Linked DNA regions of Canis lupus: region 2 is linked to region 1. A link is a contact called in public Hi-C data. All regions are on one chromosome and are shown on one strand. Each heading gives the region's core, a stretch centred on a gene start, on an enhancer-like site or on the middle of the called end of the contact. The rest is flanking DNA. Distances are from core to core; before and after follow the strand shown. Region 1 has its middle 290 kb from the start of MIR8840. Region 2 holds the start of BTG1 (protein BTG1).

Region 1 (3,019 bases), core at 265-2,764:
ACCACATAACGGATGCAATGTGAATTCCAGAACACAAGCATCAGACTATTGGAATCACAAGTGCACATGACTCATTGCATCAGACAATGAAATTCTAACTTTTATTTTTCATCCACCTTTTCTAATAAGACTAGTCTTCACCAGGAAGATTCTGGCCTTGCTATTCAAAAATAATAATGATGATGATGATAATAAAACCCCTTAAGATACTGATATGCCAGCTTAGAGAAAAAGATGATGAAATATTACAGTTACTTGAGATAATGGCTTCCAGGACCATAGGACCAAGTGGAATATAAATGAAGTCAAGGAATTATCCTTATGATTGTATTTCAATTAGACCTGCTGGTATATTGGATTTTTAAGTTTGAATTGTAATACCCACTAATTTCCTCTAGAGGGAGAATGAAACAAGAATAGGCAAATAGAGTGTGAAAAGGTGGATAAAGTAGAATCATCTTGAAGATCGCCCCTCAACAGAGAAAAGACATTTTGCCAAAGCTGTCATAAGCAAAACAAGAGTGGGTAGTATTATTGTGATGTATTTTTAAGCATAGCTGAATCAACTTCTAAAATAGCAAGGATCATGTTTTTAGTTTTCCTTTAATTTTGAATAGAAAATAACTACGTACACACACAATTTCACCTACCTCGCTCTTTGTAAATTGCAATACTATCTATATTCTAAAAGAGATGATGAAGGCTAAAAAACGCTTTTTAGAAAACTGTGCGCTGAGTTCTTAGTATTCATGAAATAAATACAATGCTCATCTACTTAAGTATACAAGCATAGCAGCCTAAGTGAAGGAGGCATCCTGCAAACAAATTATCCAACACTATATAAAATACTGTCTAAAACTAAATAAGAAGATGATTATCCTTCCTCACCCCACAATCTCCTTAGGATGGTCAAGGTTCTGCTAAAATGATCCAATCTTCTAAAGTTTGGAGATCCAGAGGAAAACCACGGAAATAAGTGTTTATGTGCATTGTGCAAGAACTGAAATTCAGGTAGTTTCACTGTTATTACAGAATCTGAAGAAATAAACATCAAAGGGAGATGAGATCACCATCTCCAGAAAAAGGGTTTCCACAAGAGAAACAATGTGGAAGAAAATTATCCTCTTTGCTAACAATATGGTGATCAGCCTTTCCTGCTTTTTCCTGATGATGAGGTGATGTCACTGGTCAGAAGCGCTGGCCTATTTTCTGTTCTGCCTATGGTGGGTTGAATTGGATGAAAATAAACATCTTACATAACAGGCCGGCTGTGCACTTCATCTTTTTTTTTTTTTTTTCCCAAGGAGATTTTCCCAGTGTGAATTCTGCATGTACAATTAACATTGGCGAAATTTCAGCTAAAAAATCTGTTAGGTTTATAAGCAGATTGACAATACAGCCCATGTATGCTGCCTCCCATTCCCCCCAACCACCCTACCTCCTACACACACACACACACACACACACACACACCATCTCTACCACCACCACCTCCACCACCATCACTTCTACTCCTCCCGTAATCAAACTAGCTTTGTACCGAGAGAGAAGGGAAAACAGACAAGTTAAAATTGAAATTGGTCTTCAAAGAGTTGTAACAAAATAGGAGATTGCAGATTAGAGCCATTGTCTTATTCCAGTGATTAAATTGGACCCCCCTGCCCCTTCCCCGCCACTTCGGGCATGCTTTCTCAGAATTGAAGATAATGAATCAAAGATTACAAGCCCAACCAAAATGATGCATCCCTATGTTAGCAGCCCTCATGGTTGTGGAAAGGGCAAACTCAGCAGAGAGAATTTTCCATTGTAATTTGAAATAAGTAACAAAAATTTTGGAATTCTCTGTCATAAATCCTGTTTTATATGGAGGAGTTTATGAATTTTTAGGCTTTGTCATTTATTGTGGAAGCTATTTATGGAGTGAATATGCTAAACTGAGCACTCGGTTTGATTTCCCGAAATCCTAAAGATACAATAAAATCAGAGGTGCCAAAGAGTCAAAGCAAACGTATACTTGAATAGCCTGGATGGAACTCATTTGAAATCAGCAACATAATTTGCAGTGGGTTGGATGGAGCCCATCAACTGACTTAGTGGTCTTACTTCCAGAGAAAATAATCACACAGTCTTTACTCAGTAAAGTAAATATTTGAATGCCTATCATATGCCTAACACACGACAAATATTAAGTAACCTAAATAGGATAGAGTTGAAATTAGACTATGATATAATATTTTTATATGCCAAGCACTAAATGTAAATGTTACCAATCTATAGTTCAAGAGAGGAAAACCATTTAAAGTAAATGCAAAAGAACAGATGATGAATTAAGATTATCTGATCCTTCCTGGCACAAAAATAAATCACCAGTGTTCTGTTCCAAGTAGAAGCCACTTTGGAAAGGGCCAAAATGCAACTTTCTTTTACTGGGTGCATATACATAATGCCAAGTCAAGAAAATCAGTCTTATACCCATATGTGCTTTATTGTGTACCCATTTACAGGTGCTGACCTATGTTTAGAGGCTACTCTGGCCTTTTTTTTTTTTAATAGAAATATACAATTGACATACAATATTCTCCTGTTAGTTTCATGTGTGCATTGTAGTGATTCAGAATTCTTATACATTATGAAATTATCCCTATGATAAATCTAGTTACCATCTTTCCTCTATGATGCGCATGAGTGTGTTACATACCTGTTTAATATACACCAGTAATAATGGGCAGACAGTATGTATATAATGAGCCATCTATGTTACTCTGGAAAGATAATTGCATTTATATTCTAAAGATTTGCATTTAAATATCAACTCTGATTTTTACTGCCAGTAAGACCTTAAACAATTAATTATACTTCCTTAAGCCTCAGCTTTCTCACCAATAATGTGAAAACAATGATGCTTTTAAGAAATGCTTTGAGGAATAAGAAAGAAAACATGTAATACCTGGATATACTTTTATATGTGTGTCTGGACTTCAAGTGATCAAAGTGTCATTCAGTAATTTTACAAAGAAGC
Region 2 (3,019 bases), core at 133-2,632, 470 kb after region 1:
CCAATCCGCTGCGCTGCCTGTCCAATCAGAGGATCCATTTTATGGTTGATGCGAATACAACGGTAACCTGATCCCTTGCACGGCTTTTCTGGGAACCAGTGATGTTTATAATGTTCTATAGGAAGACAGGAGGAGGAGGAGGAGGAAAAGAACAGAGAAACAACACTTAGATCGTTACTGTTACACATCCCGCCGCAGCCTCTTCCCGCTTCCGCCGGCTCCTCTGAGAAGTGAAAAATGTGAAGCCACCAACTTTTAAAAAAAAAAAAATGCCCAGCGTTGCCCTCGCGGGGCCGAGCGTGCGCGGGGCCGGCCGGCGAGCGCGCGGGCCTGGAGAGGGCACCCGGCGGGGCGCGGGGCGCGGGACAAACCCATTCCCAGGAACCGACCGGTCGAGGCGGCGGGGCGGCCCCGGCGGAGCCTCTACCTCCTCCGGCCCGGGAGCCGGGGGCCCGGCCCGGCCGCGCACAATGGGCCTGACGGCTTCGGCGGAGGCGCCGCCGGGCTGTTCACCCCGAAGGGGAGGAAAACCAGCAGCCCTAAGCCCCGCGCCGGGCAGGGCTGTAACCCGGCCGGGGACGAACCCAGTGATTAATGGGCCGCGGAGGGGGCGCGGGGAGACCCCGGGCCGGGCCGCCGAGCGCACGACGGGCCGGGGGGGGGGGGGGGCGCCGGAGCAACCCCAGCCCCGCAGCTCCTTTGTCCCGTCCGAGGGCCGCAGCTCCCGCCCGGGGGCCGTAGTTTCTTTGTTGCGCGCCCGTCCTTCTCCCCTCCGAGGGCCGGCCGCGGGGCGCGGGGCGCGGGGCGCCGCGGGGGCCTCGCCGGGACCCGCCGTTAGCGGCCGCCCCGACGGCCCGGGCCGCTCCCGCCCGCGCCCCCGCCCCCCCGCCCGCCCGGCGCGGCCGCCTCACCTGCCAGCAGCTCCTGCAGGCTCTGGCTGAAGGTCTGCAGCTGTCGCTCGCTCGTGAGCCCCTTGGTGCGGAGGAACTTGGAGATGAAGGACACGGCGGCGGCGATCTCGCCTATCATGGTGGCGGCCCGGGTGTAGAAGGGATGCATGGGGGCGGCGGGCGGGGCGGCCCGGGGCGGCCGGGGCTCGGCGGCGCGGCCCCGACGGCGGAGCGGCCACCCCGGGCTCCCTCGCGGCTCACAGGGCTGAGAGGAACAGAGGGCGGGAGGGGCGGGCAGCTACTTTTTTTTTCTCTCTCCTTTATAGTAAAAAAAAAAAAAAAGTTATTTTCACGACAGGAGGCGGCAGGCGAGAGGAAGAGACGAGCGACGGCGGCCTGGTCACATCGCTCGGACTTCCCCAGCCGCCTCCGCGTCCAGCTCCGCAGCCTCCGAAGCTCCCGACAGTTGCATTTCCAGCTCGGAGGGGCGAAGAGATGCAGGCGCCGTGCGGTAGCTTTTATAGCGCCGAGAAAGGAAGTGGCGTAGCCGGGGGGGGGGGGACGGCCGGCCGCAGCCAATCCGGAGATCGCACCATTGTGACGTAGCGGATTCGGAGCCGGAGGGGGCGGGCAAAGGGAGCAGGGGGCGGGGGCCGGGGCCCGGCCGAGAGGGAGGGGCTGACGTAATCCGCTTGTAAACAAATAAACTCCCGAGCGGCGGCGGCGGCGGCGGCGGGCTGGGCCGGGACGCGGGGGGCGGGGGCGGGGGCGGGGGGCCGAGCGCGGGTGCGCGAGTGAAAGCCCCGCCCCGGGCCGCGCTCCTCCCCCCGCTGGGGCGGCTGCGGGACGCGGGGCGCGGGGCCGGGGGCGGCGGGGCTCGGCCGGTCCGCGCGCGCGGGCGCCGGAGGTGCGGACCCGGAGGAGCGGCGGCCGCCCGGGGTCGGGGCCGGGCGCCCACGGGCTCGCGGAGGCGGAGGCGGAGGCGGAGGGGAGGCGCGGAGCGAAGGCTCCGTAAAGGTCTGACTGCAAAATACAGAAAAGGGCAGCGTCGGGCTGCGGCCGCCGTAACTTCGGGGCGCAGAGGAGAGGAGCGCGGACCTTGGGGAATCCGGCCCCGCGCCGCCGGCAGAGCCCGGCACCCCAGATCCGTGTAGACGCGGCGCCCGTAAAGTTTAAGCGGAATTGGGGGGTGGGGAGGCAGTATGATGCCTTTTACACCGTTTATACCCTAACCAAAGGTTGGCTGCTCTTCTTCCTCCCCTCCCCCCCATCCAGTCCAAATAACTGTGGGGCCCTTAGAGTGCTGCTGCTCATTAGAAAAACAGAAAAAAATAAATAGTGAATTTGGAGCTTGTCAAAGTATTAGTCGTAGGCATCTGAGTTTACTGGAAACCCTACTGGCGAAACTAGAAAAGAAAAAAAAAAAGAAGAAGAAAAAAAAAAAAGGACTGTTGTACTAGGGCTGAGCCTGCTAAAATGATTAAGCCCAGGAGAGGGTTAAGCCTGACTCGGTTAAGGAGGAGGGGGCAGAAAAAGGGAGATGGTGAGTCCCGGCAGATGGAGGAAGCAAACAAGAGGCAGAAGTTGGACTCCACCAGATGGAAATAAATATCCTGAGTTGAGTTGGTCATCAATATTGCAAAACACACCACTTGGAGTTGTGTGTGTGTGTGTGTGTCTGTGTTTTTAAGTACTGAGCCAGCGGGTATAGAAATGAAGCAAAAGGAGGATGTTGCAAAGCGGAGGGAGAAGACATTTATTGTTTAAATGGAACACGTAAAACTGGGTTTGAAGGAACACCCTTGAGATTGTTTATTCATCCATACACAGTAATTAGTTACATGGGAACGTCCTAATTTTCTTTGGACGAATGCATCAAAAATAATGGTAAATGAAGTACCTCTGTGTCCTTCCAGGACTTTTCAGATAGAACTGTGCTTAAAAATAAAGATCATGGTCATTCATTGAGGACGTGAAACCCCTTATACTACGCAAAAAGGAGGTAGGGAAACAGAAGTAAATTTCTGGCTGACCAGAGCCCCAGCACAAGGTCTTCTGATCTCCCTCCCAACCCCACCCGCCCTCAATCGTGTGCTCCGTTCATTTCCCTCACTTTATCAGTCATTTGA

What was found. Hi-C and Micro-C count contacts between places; a contact is called where the count stands out from the background.
Region 2: a Hi-C map of amygdala shows a contact between it and region 1, with 5 times the contacts expected there. The contact joins the promoter of BTG1 here to the enhancer-like site in region 1. A contact is called at or near these places in 2 of 9 Hi-C or Micro-C datasets (amygdala and blood).

The regions. Positions count from the first base shown.
Region 1 is chr15:32,481,122-32,484,140 of UU_Cfam_GSD_1.0, forward strand. No RefSeq gene overlaps it. Among named protein-coding and RNA genes, the nearest start is that of MIR8840, 290 kb to the right of the region's middle. Within about 2 kb of position 1,515, at least 2 of the 20 cell types and tissues checked have an H3K27ac peak or open chromatin away from gene starts, as enhancers often do.
Region 2 is chr15:32,950,127-32,953,145 of UU_Cfam_GSD_1.0, forward strand. It overlaps BTG1 (protein BTG1), which reads right to left and starts at 1,383. Exons shown (of 2, transcript XM_038558635.1): 1 at 912-1,383; 2 at 1-115. The coding sequence starts at 1,059.